5 separate regions of the Mus musculus genome follow, and all the other regions are linked to region 2. The links are chromatin contacts, called in public ChIA-PET and promoter capture Hi-C maps. All regions are on one chromosome and are shown on one strand. Each heading gives the region's core, a stretch centred on a gene start, on an enhancer-like site or on the middle of the called end of the contact. The rest is flanking DNA. Distances are from core to core; before and after follow the strand shown. Region 1 holds the start of 4930432K21Rik (RIKEN cDNA 4930432K21 gene). Region 2 holds the start of G430095P16Rik (RIKEN cDNA G430095P16 gene). Region 3 holds the start of Podnl1 (podocan-like 1). Region 4 holds the start of 4921524J17Rik (RIKEN cDNA 4921524J17 gene). Region 5 holds the start of Rln3 (relaxin 3).

The links. Promoter capture Hi-C pulls out the DNA fragments that hold promoters and counts their contacts. ChIA-PET counts read pairs in DNA pulled down with a chosen protein or histone mark.
Region 1: a contact with region 2 is called in a promoter capture Hi-C map of maxillary cranial neural crest. The contact joins the promoter of 4930432K21Rik here to the promoter of G430095P16Rik in region 2. A contact is called at or near these places in 3 of 39 promoter capture datasets (cranial neural crest, embryonic stem cells and maxillary cranial neural crest).
Region 3: an RNA polymerase II ChIA-PET map of memory CD8 T cells shows a contact between it and region 2, with 18 read pairs. The contact joins the promoter of Podnl1 here to the promoter of G430095P16Rik in region 2. A contact is called at or near these places in 2 of 39 promoter capture datasets (cranial neural crest and maxillary cranial neural crest) and 1 of 115 datasets of contacts at active chromatin or transcription factors (memory CD8 T cells).
Region 4: a promoter capture Hi-C map of pre-B cells shows a contact between it and region 2. The contact joins the promoter of 4921524J17Rik here to the promoter of G430095P16Rik in region 2. A contact is called at or near these places in 2 of 39 promoter capture datasets (cranial neural crest and pre-B cells).
Region 5: a contact with region 2 is called in a promoter capture Hi-C map of stem cell-derived epiblast-like cells, with 2.8 times the contacts expected there. The contact joins the promoter of Rln3 here to the promoter of G430095P16Rik in region 2. A contact is called at or near these places in 2 of 39 promoter capture datasets (cranial neural crest and stem cell-derived epiblast-like cells).

What each region holds. Positions count from the first base shown.
Region 1 is chr8:84,146,780-84,149,570 of GRCm38.p6, forward strand. It overlaps 4930432K21Rik (RIKEN cDNA 4930432K21 gene), which reads left to right and starts at 1,259. Exons shown (of 9, transcript NM_029045.2): 1 at 1,259-1,619; 2 at 2,059-2,106. The coding sequence starts at 2,079. It overlaps Cc2d1a (coiled-coil and C2 domain containing 1A), which reads right to left and starts at 1,138. Exons shown (of 29, transcript NM_145970.2): 1 at 868-1,138. The coding sequence starts at 927.
Region 2 is chr8:84,721,608-84,724,307 of GRCm38.p6, forward strand. G430095P16Rik (RIKEN cDNA G430095P16 gene) reads left to right here and starts at 1,450. Exons shown (of 2, transcript NR_169084.1): 1 at 1,450-1,664. It overlaps Nfix (nuclear factor I/X), which reads right to left. Exons shown (of 11, transcript NM_001371053.1): 7 at 2,121-2,243; 8 at 36-211.
Region 3 is chr8:84,124,636-84,127,471 of GRCm38.p6, forward strand. It overlaps Podnl1 (podocan-like 1), which reads left to right and starts at 1,354. Exons shown (of 10, transcript NM_001013384.2): 1 at 1,354-1,466; 2 at 1,571-1,792; 3 at 2,593-2,686. The coding sequence starts at 1,464.
Region 4 is chr8:85,431,509-85,434,255 of GRCm38.p6, forward strand. It overlaps 4921524J17Rik (RIKEN cDNA 4921524J17 gene), which reads right to left and starts at 1,333. Exons shown (of 4, transcript NM_025722.3): 1 at 1,151-1,333. The coding sequence starts at 1,216.
Region 5 is chr8:84,043,676-84,046,375 of GRCm38.p6, forward strand. Rln3 (relaxin 3) reads right to left here and starts at 1,304. Exons shown (of 2, transcript NM_173184.1): 1 at 1,095-1,304. The coding sequence starts at 1,281.

The DNA.
Region 1 (2,791 bases), core at 9-2,508, 580 kb before region 2:
AAGAACTGGGTCTTTTTTATAGACCTGCCCTTCTGCTTTGGCTAGTGACCAACAAAATATGATGAGTTACATGAAATTACCCTTTCTATAGGTCCAAATTGGCCAAATCTTAGCAGTTATGCATGGCTTCACCTATTGAGTGAAGCCATTAGTCACAGAGAGCCCAAGAATCCAGCGGCCACACTCCCTCTGTTCTAGCATTTTTCCATAAATAGTCTCAGTAAGTCTTTATAACTGCCCTTTAAGGACTCTTCTAGGCTTCCATTCCACAGGTGGAAAAACTGAGGCTCCAAACTACAAATACATTCAGTCAAATGTACCTAGGTCAGGGGGAACCTGAGCACAGAGCCCTGGGATCCCTGGTTCAAAGATGGGACAAATCAAACTCCCACAGGCCCTGAATCTGGGAGTATGGCTCTGGGCCACAGTCTTGTAGGTTTTCCTGTACACCTCTGGACTGACATTTCTGTCTGGCCAGGTGCTTCATCCTTGTGACCTTGACTAGATAGATCTCTGCGCCTCCCTTATCCTTAGTGTCCTCATCTGTACAATGGGTGTAGAGTGTGGCCTGACCCAGTTAATGCAAAGGCCTGAAAAGCCGGTCTGATTGCTTTCCCTTCCCGGTTGGAAGTGCTGCAGCAACAGGTGTTCCCTGAATCTGGGGTGTGAAGCTAGAAGCTGGATGGCCCAACCCAGTAGGCCATACACCTCACCTCGGGGGCGGGGCGGAGACCAGGGTTCACCTGGTGGCGAGGATCAGGCTTTTCTGGGGGTGGGGCACTCCCCGCGAGTGTGAGGAAGGGTGGAGAGAGACTCTGAGGAAGGGTGGGCAGGTACCCCTCGGTGGGTAGAGGGGCACACACTCACCTGGCGGGCAGTGACAGCACCTCGGCCCGGGGGTGCCTGGGGTCCATTCCTCTTGTGCATCTTCCAGGCTCGAAGCCCGGACTACCAGCCCCTGCACCTTTGCCTTGCCTTGCCTCTTCACCGAAGTCGAGTCTCAGAGCTCGCGCTGTTCCTGAGCCCTGAGTCCCTCCTCCGCGCCCGGCCCCCCGGGATTCTCGAGTTTGGGCCGCCCAGCTTCCGCCTTGGCCTTCAGGAGCGCGGCGGCTGGATTCGTGGGCTCTCTAGTTAAACTACAATTCCCGGCAGTCAGAGCGTGGAGGCGCATGCGCCTAGCATAAAGTAGGGCAGAGAGAAGGCGGAGCATGCGTAAGGTGTGTAGTCGGTACTACGCGTGCGTGGGGCGTGGCCTCACGGGCGGGAAAAAGAGAGAGAGCTGCAGGTGTGAGGGCGCGGCAGTGTGACGTCTGTGGCTCCACACCGCCGCACATCGTTCTGTTAGGCTTTGTGGTGGAGTGGGTGCGGGTGTGGGTGTGGGTGTGGATGCTCCTGCTCTCCCGTCTGTGGCGCAGGTCTTCAGGAGCCGAGTCCACAGTGTCAGGCCTCAGGCCTTCCTGTCTCCCACCGCCAGTTTGCCACGCGGTCCCCGTGACTGCCTATGTGGGTATTTTCTCAGAACGTTACGCCAGTGACCTAGGCGACCTATTCCCCATCAGATCCAGGTTGACCTCGTCCCGACTAAGGACAGAGCAACTTCCATTACTGCTGTGGCCCAGGTTGGTTCTGGCTTGCCATGGGTCCCACAGTCTGAAGACATTGGCCGGAAGCCACTCCTGACGCGGGGTAGCCCTCCTAAAGTCTTGTGTGACTTTGGTGGGTCTCCAGAGACCTCTCTGAAGCTTCCAAGTACCCCATGTCCCAGATAATTAAGCTTTGGGTGTGGGTGGGGGAGAAACGTAGTTGTCTCCAACCCAGAGACTCCAGCAGATACCGTGAAGAGGACGAGATCGTTCCTTCACACAGGGAAAGGGTGTGAATGGCTACCTGGCCATGGTCCAAGGTGGCTATGACCTGTCGCCCCACCCAGTGTCCTGCTGAAGACCAGCTGACTCCCCTCATCAGGCTGCCAGATGGGCCCAGTGGAGGAGGGAGACAGGGTACAGATGGGGACATACAGTGCTGGCAACAGCTGGAGAGTTTGTTTGTTGTTTTCAGATTTCTCAGGGAAAGATAAAATGAATAAGAAGAAACAGCGGAACTCAGGTATTTGGTTTATTCAAATTGGCTTTTTATTTTATTTTTATTTTTAATTTATTTCCAGGCAGAGTTTATGTATATCCCTGGCTGTCTGTCCTAGAACTAACTCTGTAGATCAGGCCTCAAACTCAGAGACAAACCTGCCTCTGCTTCCAGAGTGCTGGGATTAAAAGTATGATTCACCACAACCTGGCCTCAAATCGGCTTTTAAAATATTTATTTGAGGTACTAGGAATGGAACATGGAGCTTCCTGCATGATAAAACACTCTACCATGAAACTACATCTCAGACCCAAGGTGACCTTTTTAAACTTTTTATGATGTTTTTGAGATGGAGGAGGGGATTCTTGCCATGTGGGCCGACTAGTTTTATGTCAGTTTGACCCAAGTCATTTGGGAAAAGGGACTCTCAATTGGGAAAATGCCTCCAAAAGATTTGCCTGTAGCCAAGAGTGTAGTGTGTTTTCTTGATTAATGATTGATGTAGGTGGGTCCAGCTCGTGGGTGTGCTGCCTGGAGGCAGGTAGTCCTAAATTACATAAGAAAGCAGTTAGCTGTGAGCAAAAGCCCGTAAACAGCATTCCTTCATATCCTTTGTGAGTTCCTGAGGTTCCTCTCCTGACTTTCTCTGGTGATGGACTATGATATAAAAGTGTAAGTGGAATAAACCCTTTCTCCCTTGACTTGCTTT
Region 2 (2,700 bases), core at 200-2,699:
GAGGCTACAGGGCCTCCTGCGCCCTCTGGACTCACCTGTCCGGTGGCCTGACCCGAGCCGTCAGAGCACACAAACTGCACAAACTCCTTCAGCGAGTCCTGCCCATGGTGGTGGTGGTAGCGGATGGTTGGGTGTGTGAAATACGGGCTCGACTGCTGGATGATGGACGTGGAAGGGAAGTGCAGCGCTGATGCCGTGGCCCGGGGGCTCCCTGTGTGCACACAGGCAGGGGAGAGAAAGGGTGTGAGAACAGCCACGTGGAAAAGCAAGACACAACGGCTGGCAAAAGGGCTGAGGGTCCTGAGGAAGAGGCAGGATGGGGCAGAAGCACTGTGTCAGGCACAAAACGCCTCAGTCATCTAAGTTAAAAAAAAAATCAATGCAATAAAATAAAATAAACTGGCAGGCTAGTACCTGAGGGCCAGCTGCTTGCTTTTATAAATACTGTTTGCCGGGAGCTGGCGTGGGGGTTAGCTGAGGCAGGTGAACAGCCAGCTACCAGCGCAGGGTTGGGTTGGCCTATTTAAAATTGTTAGGATGTTGCTTTTCTGGTTGGTTTGTTGCTATCTTGTAGCCGGGGCTGAACTTGATGACCTTAAATTCTGGACCCTCGCAGGCACGTGCTGGGCACTTTCTTGTTGTTTGTTTTCGGATGGTTGATTTTCTTTTGTCTTTGCAGTACTGGGGTGTGCTTTCTGCCACCACGCCTCAGTCCCAGCAAACTGTTACAATGTTACTTGCTTCTCATAAGGTTTTGCTCTTGTTTGGTTTTTGAGACAGTCATAGGGCCTCCAATTCTTGATCCTCCTGCCTCAGCCTCCTGTGTGCTGGGATTTCAGGTGTTAGACTCACCCTATGCTTTGCAACTGTTTTTACTGTTTAGAAACAACACACTAATATGTTACTTATTGCCGGTTGAGTTTTTTTAGTATCCTTGACATTTTCCTTCTTTTACCCTTGGCAAACACCTCACTTGCCCCGTCCTAGGTGTGAGCCTGCCTGAAAGGACCGACACCAGATTACCACAGCCCCGTGGTCTCTGGACAAGCAGACCCTGCCTGTGCAGGATCGGCACCCGGCACACACACAACTCCAAATGTGTAAGTGGATGCTTAGGCCCCCCTCATGTGTTGGCCCTGCCGCTGTGAACTCACAGTTCCTACCCCTGTACAGGCCTCAGCTCTTCCTCAAGTTCTCCCCCTTCCTGTCTGTTTCCAATCAGCTCACTCTTGCTCTCAGTTTCATTAGGGGGCTGAGGAAACTTGGCTTCTCTCTGGAGTTCATAAAAATGGAGCGCAGCAGGGTGGAGCCTGCCTCCCTCCTGCCGCCTGCACAAGGCCTGGGCTCCCTGCCCCCACCTTGTGGCCACCACACCCTGCCCCAGTGCTGGCTGCCTCTGGGCTCTAAGCCAGGAGGCCCCAAGGAGGAAGCCGGGAGGTAAACCTCCCTGTCGCGTCCTACAGAAGAGAAGAGAGGCATGGCAGATACAGGGCCATGTGCAAACAAAAGCCAGGCCTTTGCTGCCAGATGGGTGCTGAGGCGGAAGCAGCACGTGCAGGAGGGCCAGGTTCCCGGGTATCCTGCCTGGCCCCACCCTCAGGAAGATCCAGCATCTTCTCAGGGCCTGAAGATGCCCTCAGAGCAGCAAGACAGTCCTTTTCATGGTGAGCCTTGTCCTTCTGGCCCAGCCCTTCACTTCTGGGAAAAGCAGGGAGGCCCAGATTTGGTGCCGGTTTGCTCTAGGACAGACACCAGGAACCTGGACTGCTGAGCAGTACTCTTTCTAATCCACAGGAGAGCAACTTGGCTCAACTACTTGCTGGTGGGGGAGGGGGAGGCTGCATGCAGCTCCCAGTGAGCATGTGCAGACCATGCACCCAACACAGACTTAACACAGCCAGAGTTAGCATGTGGGAGGGATTCTAGGAACCGAGTGGGCAGCCTGGTTCTCAGAGTTACACTGCCCATCCCATGCCACCCCACTGCTGTGCCACGACCCACTTGGGGAGCCCAGATCTATAACTTAGATTGATCCCTGGCCCCCTGTTGCTCCTGGCCAGCTGCCCCTTGCTGTGGCTGCCTCCCGCAGTGTCCCCTTAAGCCCCGCCCCCATCTCTCACCTGGTCTGACTCCAGCAAGCACAGGCAGCGGGTGGTGGGTGAAAGCCATGCGTGGGGAACTGCCCTGAGAGGAGAGGGCGCTGCAGAAGTCCAGCTTTCCTGACTTCTTTAGAGAAGCAGGGCCTGGGGGGAGGAAGCAGCAACACGCAGGTTTAGCTGGCTGGGGTAGGAAGCCAGCTAAGCAGCCCGCTCCTTCTCTTCTCAGCACCCAGCAGCCCTTCCTCCACCTCGGGCCCTGCTCTGCTCCTCCTGGGGCCTGACCTCAGGGGTGCAATCTGGCTACAGTTGCTTCTGCAGAGAGGAAAATGAGGCCCCTGGTAACATGTGGGAGGATATGCTGGGCAAGGGTGGCTGGCAGAGGAAAGCATCCTGCTCCTGACGGTCGATAAAGGAATTAAAATGGGTACAAGGCTGGCATCTAGGAAGGGATGCACGAGGAGCCCACAGATGCCTGCTGGAGAGCCATGAAAGGAGCCAGAGCGCCAAGGGTGGGACGCACAGGCTGGGGGCTGTGACAAGACACCCTGGCCTGAAGAAACCAGCACTCTCTTTCTGGAGAAAAGGAAAAGGGAAAGCATGG
Region 3 (2,836 bases), core at 104-2,603, 600 kb before region 2:
CCTGCTGTCTGACTGGTGCCTGCTGTCTGACTGACTGGTGCCTGCTGTCTGTCTGACTGGTGCCTGCTGTCTGACTGGTGCCTGCTGTCTGACTGGTGCCTGCTGTCTGACTGGTGCCTGCTGTCTGACTGGTGCCTGCTGTCTGCTGGTGCCTGCTGTCTGACTGGTGCCTGCTGTCTGACTGGTGCCTGCTGTCTGACTGGTGCCTGCTGTCTGACTGACTGGTGCCTGCTGTCTGTCTGACTGGTGCCTGCTGTCTGACTGGTGCCTGCTGTCTGACTGGTGCCTGCTGTCTGACTGGTGCCTGCTGTCTGACTGGTGCCTGCTGTCTGACTGGTGCCTGCTGTCTGACTGGTGCCTGCTGTCTGACTGGTGCCTGCTGTCTGACTGGTGCCTGCTGTCTGACTGGTGCCTGCTGTCTGACTGATGCCTGCTGTCTGACTGGTGCCTGTTGTCTGACTGGCTTCCGCTCCAGCTTGGCTGTCTTTCCTGTAGGCCAGGGCTACCTGCCTGAATCCCAGGATCCCCAATTCCATAAGCGCTGGGAACTGAACTCATGTCCTTTGGGAGAGCAGCCAGTGCTCTGAACCACTGAACCACCTCTCCCACCCTAGGTGTTTGAGTTGACAGACCTTGAGGAAGAGGCCTCTTTCATGTACATTTGACACGTCGCTTGTTTTTTAGACAGGCTCTTACGCAGCTAGTACTGGCTTCGTCGGTATCTTCCTGCCTCAGTCTCCCTAAGCCCTGAGATTGCAGGTCTGTGCCTACAACATGCTGTCCTCTCAGTTGCATTAGCTTACTGAACTCTACAAGGTTCCTGGAAGGTGAGACAACCATGACCAGTTGCGGAAAAGGAAGCTGAGGCAAATAGCCCAGGGTCAGACAGGCAGGCCAGCACCCAGCTCTCACGGACACCCACCAGCCTCTGCCTCCCTTACATTAATTTCCTTCCAAGAGCCATGACTATCTGGGGAGTGGGCAGTGGCTGCCAGCCAGGCATGAGAACAGAAGCCTAATCCTCCCTTGAGCCCTTCTGGCTGGCTTCATCTCCTTGGGGACTCTCTAACGCCTGCCCCATCCACTGGCACCCCATTCCTGTCTGTGGTCAGACCAAATACCAGATAGGGTGATTCTCAGCTTTTCCTCAAGTATTCGTCATGGCTGTGGCTCGGCTCAGGCTGGCTGAGGTTATGAAAGTGGAGCTGGGGTGATTGGAGCAGGCAGGGAATGAGGGATGGGCTAGATGAGCCCTCGGCCTGCCCTCTTCAGGGAGGGGAAAGGGACAGTCATCTTCTCAGGCCCCGCGGGGTGTGTGTGTGTGTGTGTGTGTGTGTGTGTGTGTGTATGTGTGTGTGTGTGCGCGCTCTGTGCTGAGAGATGGAGGGCAATTGTAGTCACAGCAGACACTGGAGGACGTGAGTGCTGGACAGAAGCTGGGGAGAGGCACAGCAGGGCTGACTATGGTGAGTTAGGCAGGGAGGGTCTGAAGGCAGGTCTGCCCATCCCCTGCCTGGTTCTGCCCACTGGTCCTCACCAGGTGGCTTTCTGGCCCCTTGCTTTCCTCCAGAGGCCTCAAGAGCTGCTATTGCTGCTCCTGATGCTAAAGTGGTCGTTAGCACACACGGAGGACCCTGCCTTCCCACACTTGGGTGACAGCTCACAGCCCCTCCCGAGGCCCTGTCCTTGGCGCTGCTCCTGTCCCCGAGATGACACGGTGGACTGTGCTGGTCTGGACCTGAGGATATTTCCAGACAATATCACCAGAGCTGCTAGGCACCTCTCCTTGCAGGTAAGGGCTGGGGATCTGAGAGGGAGGCATAGGGCAGGGTTCATGTGGGAGGTCCACATGGCAGAGCTGAACCTGCCCTTGCTCTGGTTCCGCTAAGCCAGGCCAATGTCAGAGGTAGAAGCATCGTGTGTCCCGAGAGTGGAGTTTGGGGTCAGAATCTTAGGACTTACGTTGTTTTGGTCAAAACACTGAGTTCAGCTGCATGGTTGTGGCATTCGCCTTTAATCCCAGCGCTGGGGATGCAGAGGAAGGCAGATAGATCTCTGTGAGTTCAAGGCCAGCCTGGTCTACAGACTTACAGCCAGGGCTACAAAATTAGTCAATAGTTGTGATGTTGGAGGTCACAGGAGTATTTTGGAATGGTTTTGGGCAAAAGGGTGTTGGGGGCTGAGATCAGAGTCTGTTGTAGTGGCCCCAGTACTAAGGACACAAGTAGGAGGCCATCCTTCACTGCAGAGTGAGGCCCTCTGTTGGGGGATGGGGTGTTGGGGAAGGCTAGAGGAGTGTCAGAGACCAGGTTCAAAATCAGCAGCCCATGTGGCTTCAGGCCCAGGGTAACCGTGTGGTTTGCTGGGTGGTGCAGTAAAGAGCTTAGTGCCTCACAAGCCTCAAGGTTGTTTGGGGTCACGGAATGGGATGTCTTCTTTTCTCCTCCTCTTCCTGTTCTCTCTGGAGATATTAGAGATGAACCCAGGGCCTGCCTTGTGGATGCTAAGCAAGTGTTCTGCCACTGGGCTGCACCTCCAGGTTGAGTTGAGGAGCAAGAGACAGGCCTTGGTGTGACTGTCTTTATTCCACAGAACAACCAGCTTCGGGAGCTCCCCTACAACGAGCTGTCCCGCCTCAGCGGCTTGCGCACCCTGGACCTGCATAGCAACCTCATCACCTCTGAGGGTGAGGGCCTCAAGCTGGGAACAACCAGGTCCCAACCCCTCTCCACATCCGCTGTTTGCCAGTTGTGGCCAGCTCTTGGGGGTTTCCACAACTGCTGAGTACGGTGGAATTTCGAGGGTTGGGGGATGGTGGTGGCTGTGGCTTTTGAGT
Region 4 (2,747 bases), core at 83-2,582, 710 kb after region 2:
ACAGATATTTTCCCCAAAAGATTATTTTATGCCAAGTAAAACAAGGGACTTGTGCCCTACAGAAACAGAATGCATAATTCATACTGTAAAAGCCTTAACTGAAAATTATTTAAACATCAAAGTAATCTGCCAACAGACTGATCACAAAGTGCAAGTTTGCTACAATTTAGTTGGGTGGAAAGAATGAACGTAACTCTACATTTTGGAAAACATGACTGTTTTGATATTGCAGACTGGTATGCTCTATCGACTAAACTTGCACAACTTTCCATCATCAGCATTTTTAAACATTGCCTATAAATCATACTGAATAAAACATGTAACTTTTTTGTTTAAAGATTTTAATAAACCTACAAGGACACGCCCTAAATAATATACTTAAATCAGATTTTAAGTCTCCACCCATTTCCAATTACTCCAGAGAGAAGGAGGGGGGAGGGGAAGAGAGAGAGGTAGTCATTTTAGGAAGATTCAGGAAAAAGAAGTACAGCCAGATCTGCATGCCGGCATGAAGGCCTAAGGATGATTTTAATGGAATGAGTTTTTGTTCATCACACTATAATTAGGCGTACTTAAATGTAGGAAAAGAAAAATGATTTTTTTAAAAATTACGACTATTACTCCATGAGTTCAGTCTAAATATGAATGATTTCAAATTCACGAATCCGCATATTTAAAAAAAAAATCTGTAAGCAGACATGTCAAATTTACAACAGTAAATAGCACGAATGGGACGGGGCACACGCAGAGAGGAAGAGCCTCAACGCCGACTTTATTCGAACCGTGTTCCGTTAACAACGTAGTGGAAGGACTAGAAACCACACATCAAACTGGTTGGTTTTTTTGCGGCGTTCCGGAAGTCCACAAATTTGCAAAAAAGTTAGCACCATTACTGTCCTTTTGTCTGCTTTATGCTGCCACCCAGGTGGCGGGGAGCGACAGCTGAGAAGCAGCACCGCACTCTCCCCAACCGCGAACAAAGCCATGCGGGGCGGCAGGGGTCCGCGGGCCGGCCCGGGACCAGAAGGGGCAGCGCCGGGTCCCCGCTCCCAGGCCCCCGCCGCCCGCGGGCCGCCGCGCACCGCCAACCGCCGCCGAGCAACGGCCACCCGCCCTGCCCGCCCCGCCCGCTCGCGCCGGCCCAGCCCACCTGTTGGTCGCACTCGGGGCACGATTTGGTGGCCATCTTCACTTTCTTGGCTCGAGTTGCAGACATGCTCCCCTCCTGAGCAGCGGTGGAAGCAGCGCCGTGCCTCCGCTGCTCCACACAGCGCGTCCTCACTCCAGCCGCGACCCAGCCGTGGAGGCGCGCGTGCGCGTGCGCGGGGCTGCGTGCGGGTTGGAGGAGGGGGGCGCCGCGGCCCTTCCAGGGAAGTCCCATCGCCACGCCCTCTAAGGCGGTGGACCGCTCGGGGGCGTGGCTCCGACGAGACTCCACCAACCAACGCACAGGTGGGCCGAGCCCTGGTGCTGGGCACGCCCCCTCGTCGGCCCCAGAACCAGAGCCTGAAATGGTTACTGGCAACGGAAAACCTCTCTGCAAATGTCAGCAATGCTAATCCGAGAGAAATTATAATAGACACTCGATGAAACCCCTAGGCTTCCAGCGTCAGGGGTATAAACTTCACTATTCATTAAATAATTGCCTACGATCCACTATTAAGCACACCGAATAAGAAATGTCTGCCTTCAAGGAACAGTCTACAAGGCTTTGTTTTTGGAGGGGGTGGAGAGGTTGGTCTGGTTTCATCTTGTGTATCACTGATACTGAGTAGTTTAAAATTAAAAGCAAATTATTTGAAAAGTGAAACAAAATGCTGTGCACTCCTATCATCCCAGCTTTCACTGCTCTTGTTCAGATCTACAGTGAGAGAGCAGAGAGATATTTTTAAACTGTAGTTTGATGAAGAAAGGAGCATGAGCTGGGTATAAAGTTGCAGAAAAGGGAGGGGTAACACACAGAGCATCTGCCATTGTTAAAGAGACTCCTCATACTCTGTACTATAGGAAAGGTATCTCAGGACAAAGACACTACCTGTCCAAAAAAAAAAAATCTAAACGTGTGAAAATGTAAAGTCAGTTAAAAGAAGTGTGTGTGTGAATAGAGTCCTTAACACAAGGGTTCCCCAATCCCAAATAACCCCCTAAGGAAGTCTCCAGGATCAGCCTTGAAGGGACACAAAACTTCTGCCACTTTGGATCAAAGGGAGCAGATGACATCTGGAGCTGACAGCATTATCTTGGGCTACTGGTCTTGCAAGTAAGAGAAATGTAATGTTCACTGCCTGGACACACACACGACCTTTACTCTCTCAAGAGGGCACACTAAGCCCGGTGTGGTGTCTGCACGCTTTTAATCCCAGCACTCAGGAGGCAGAGGCAGTCGGATTTCTGAGTTCGAGGCCAGCATGGTCTACAAAGTGAGTTCCAGGACAGCCAGAGCTATACAGAGAAACCCTATCTAAAAAAAAAGAAAAAAAGAAAGAAAAGAGGGCACACTAGGGAGATGGATCACAGGAAGAAAGAAAGTGGGCTTAGAGTTAGTGATTTTTCTGTATCAGCTGGGGTCAGAACTCACAGTCCTGTTTGATTGCCAAGTTGGAAAAGAATTGACACACGAATGTGGGTGGAGGGCAGGGAATTACTGTTCCATGCCACTAAATTCCTGGAACAAGACAGAGGCCTTTTGTGTAAACAAAGTCTCTCAAAGTCTCTCTCTCTCTCTCTCTCTCTCTGCATATGTGTGT
Region 5 (2,700 bases), core at 54-2,553, 680 kb before region 2:
TGTCAGGAGTATCAGACTGGATGCCCGCAAAAGCACAATACTATGGGATACATGAGGAGCACTCAAGTGAACACTGATCATTTATTGACCGTCTTGTTTGCTTTACCGAATTCACTTCTTCCAGCCTCTCAGTGACAGCTACTGAGTTTGCTGCTGTTGCCACCTACTTACTATTCACTAATTGGGACCCTGGCTCCTCATCAGGCTTGTGTGAGGACACAGCCATTTAGCCATAGAGCTACTGTTTTGAGGCAGGCACACTCCTAACCTGCGCATGCATCCATCTGTCTGTCCATCATTCACCACCCACACATCTCTCTTTCATCATCATCTTCTTCCTCCTCCTCCACTCCGTTTTTTGGTTTTGCGATTTTTTTTTTTTTGAGACAGGGTCTTAGGCTGTCCTTGAGTTCATGACCATCCTGCCTCAGCTTCCCAGAGTGTTGGGATTCTAATCACAGTCTCCCAAGCCCACTGTGTCGCCTCTTTTGTCTCGCCTCTAAGGAGCTGCACTCTCCTGATTGGCCTCCTGCTGCTCCAGCCACACTAAACAGTCTGCCCCGTTAAAGAATTCTGCAAGGTCTCACCCACTGGGTCTACCATTTCACCAGGAATGGTCTCTGCAGGAGGTAGCAAGGGCTAGAGAGGCCAGAAGGTGGCGAAATCAAGCCCTGTGCCTAGCATCCCGCTCCCTCTCGGCAGACTGGGATAAAAAAACCTGATGTGCCCTCACCCAAAGGGAGGCACCTTAGGGGCAGCGGCACCTCTGTGTGGTGTCATGCTACACACAGCCAGGAAAAGGTAGCCTAATGGCTTTCTGATTTCCACACCCCTGCCTTTAACCCCAAGATGCCTGGCTTCCAGCTACCTCAATTGTACCATCCTGGTCCCGAGGAAGCTTAAAGGCAGGCAGAGGTGTTTCACTGCACATGGCTAGGCAGGGATTCTACCCTGTAGCCCAGGCTGCCTTTAAATGTGAGTTTTTTCTGTTACCACCTCCCAAGAGTTTGGAACTAACCATGCCTGGCCCATGCAGCCTGTTTGGCTTTGCGCTTACCAGGACACCTGTTCCAGGTTGATTGCCTAGCACTCACCCAGAGATTCGTGGGCCAAGATGTCCGCCCGGCGCCATCGTGAGCCTCCGCAAGTGAAGATGACCGCGCGGATGAACTCCCGACCGCAGAGCTTCACCCCGTAGGGCGCCGGCCTCGCCTCGGCCTGCAGCCCCAGAGCCCCGAGGAGAGCCCAGGAAGCCAGCAGCAGCAGCCCGAGCATTGCCATGATCAGCTGAGATGCCTGCGACCCAGGTGCTCTATCTGCACCACCTCCGATCCCCTATTTATACAGGCTGGCTCCCAGCGCCGCCCGCTGACCTGGGTTATCTTCTGAGCAGAGGGGAGGCAGTTGGCAACCTGACCTTTACCATCTCCTTGCTAAGAGATAACCTTTCACGCAGACAGGGTGACATGGCTCAGCTCTCTGTCATCTTCCACACCGAGCAAGTTTCCTGCTTCAGTCTACTACTAAGTTTTGGGATTATAGGAGAAAGCCACCACCTCTCCTTTCTTCTTAGACAGAATCTCCTAACCTGGCTATCCTCAAACTCTCCTCTGATCTGGAGAGATGGCACAGTAGATAAGGATTTCTGCTCTTCCAGATGGCCTGAGTTTGGTGCCCACTACCCAAAGCAGGCAACTCACAATTGCCTGTAACTCCAGCTCCAGGGGATTCTATGCCCCCATCAGGAGCCCGCATGCACATGCATATACATATGTGCACATATACAGACATAAATAACAATTTTAAAAAATTTTTTTAAATAAATAAATAAATGTATTTGTTTATTTTACATCCTAATCACAGTTCCCCCTCCCAGTGTTGAGGTTTCAGGTGTGAAACATCACATTTTGCTTTTAAAAATCTTATTCTTGCTAGGCATGATGGCATACACCCAGCACTCAGGAGCAGAGACAGGTGGATCTCTGAGTTTGCGGCCAGTCTAGTTTACATAGTGAGTTCCAGGCCAGCCAGGGTTACACTTACTTTCTTCCTTCCTTCCTTCCTTCCTTCCTTCCTTCCTTCCTTCCTTCCTTCCTTCCTTCCTTCCTTTCTTTCTTTCTTTCTTTCTTTCTTTCTTTCTTTCTTTCTCTCTCTCTCTCTCTCTCTCCCTTCCTTCCTTTCTTTCTTTCTTTCTTTCTTTCTTCCTTCCTTTCTTTTATTTATTTTTTTGTTGTTGTATTTTTGAGACAGGGTTTTTTTGTTGTTGTTTTGTTTTGTTTTGTTTTGTTGTTTTTTCGAGACAGGGTTTCTCTGTATAGCCCTGGCTGTCCTGGAATTCACTTTGTAGACCAGGCTGGTCTTGAACTCAGAAGTCCTCCTGCCTCTGCCTCCCAAGTGCTGGGCTTATAGGTGTGTGCCACCACCGCCCTGCAGAGACCCTGTCTTTAAAAGTCCAATTTTAGCCGGGCGGTGATGGCACACGCCTTTAATCCCAGCACTTGGGAGGCAGAGACAGGCGGATTTCTGAGTTCGAGGCCAGCCTGGTCTACAGAGTGAGTTCCAGGACAGTCAGGGCTACACAGAGAAACCCTGTCTTGAAAAAAAAAAAGTCCAATTTTGTTTATTGTTTTAGAATTATGTAAGTATATTTATTTATGTGTCTTTGTGTGTGCATGTGTATGTGTGTCTCTGTGTGAGTGT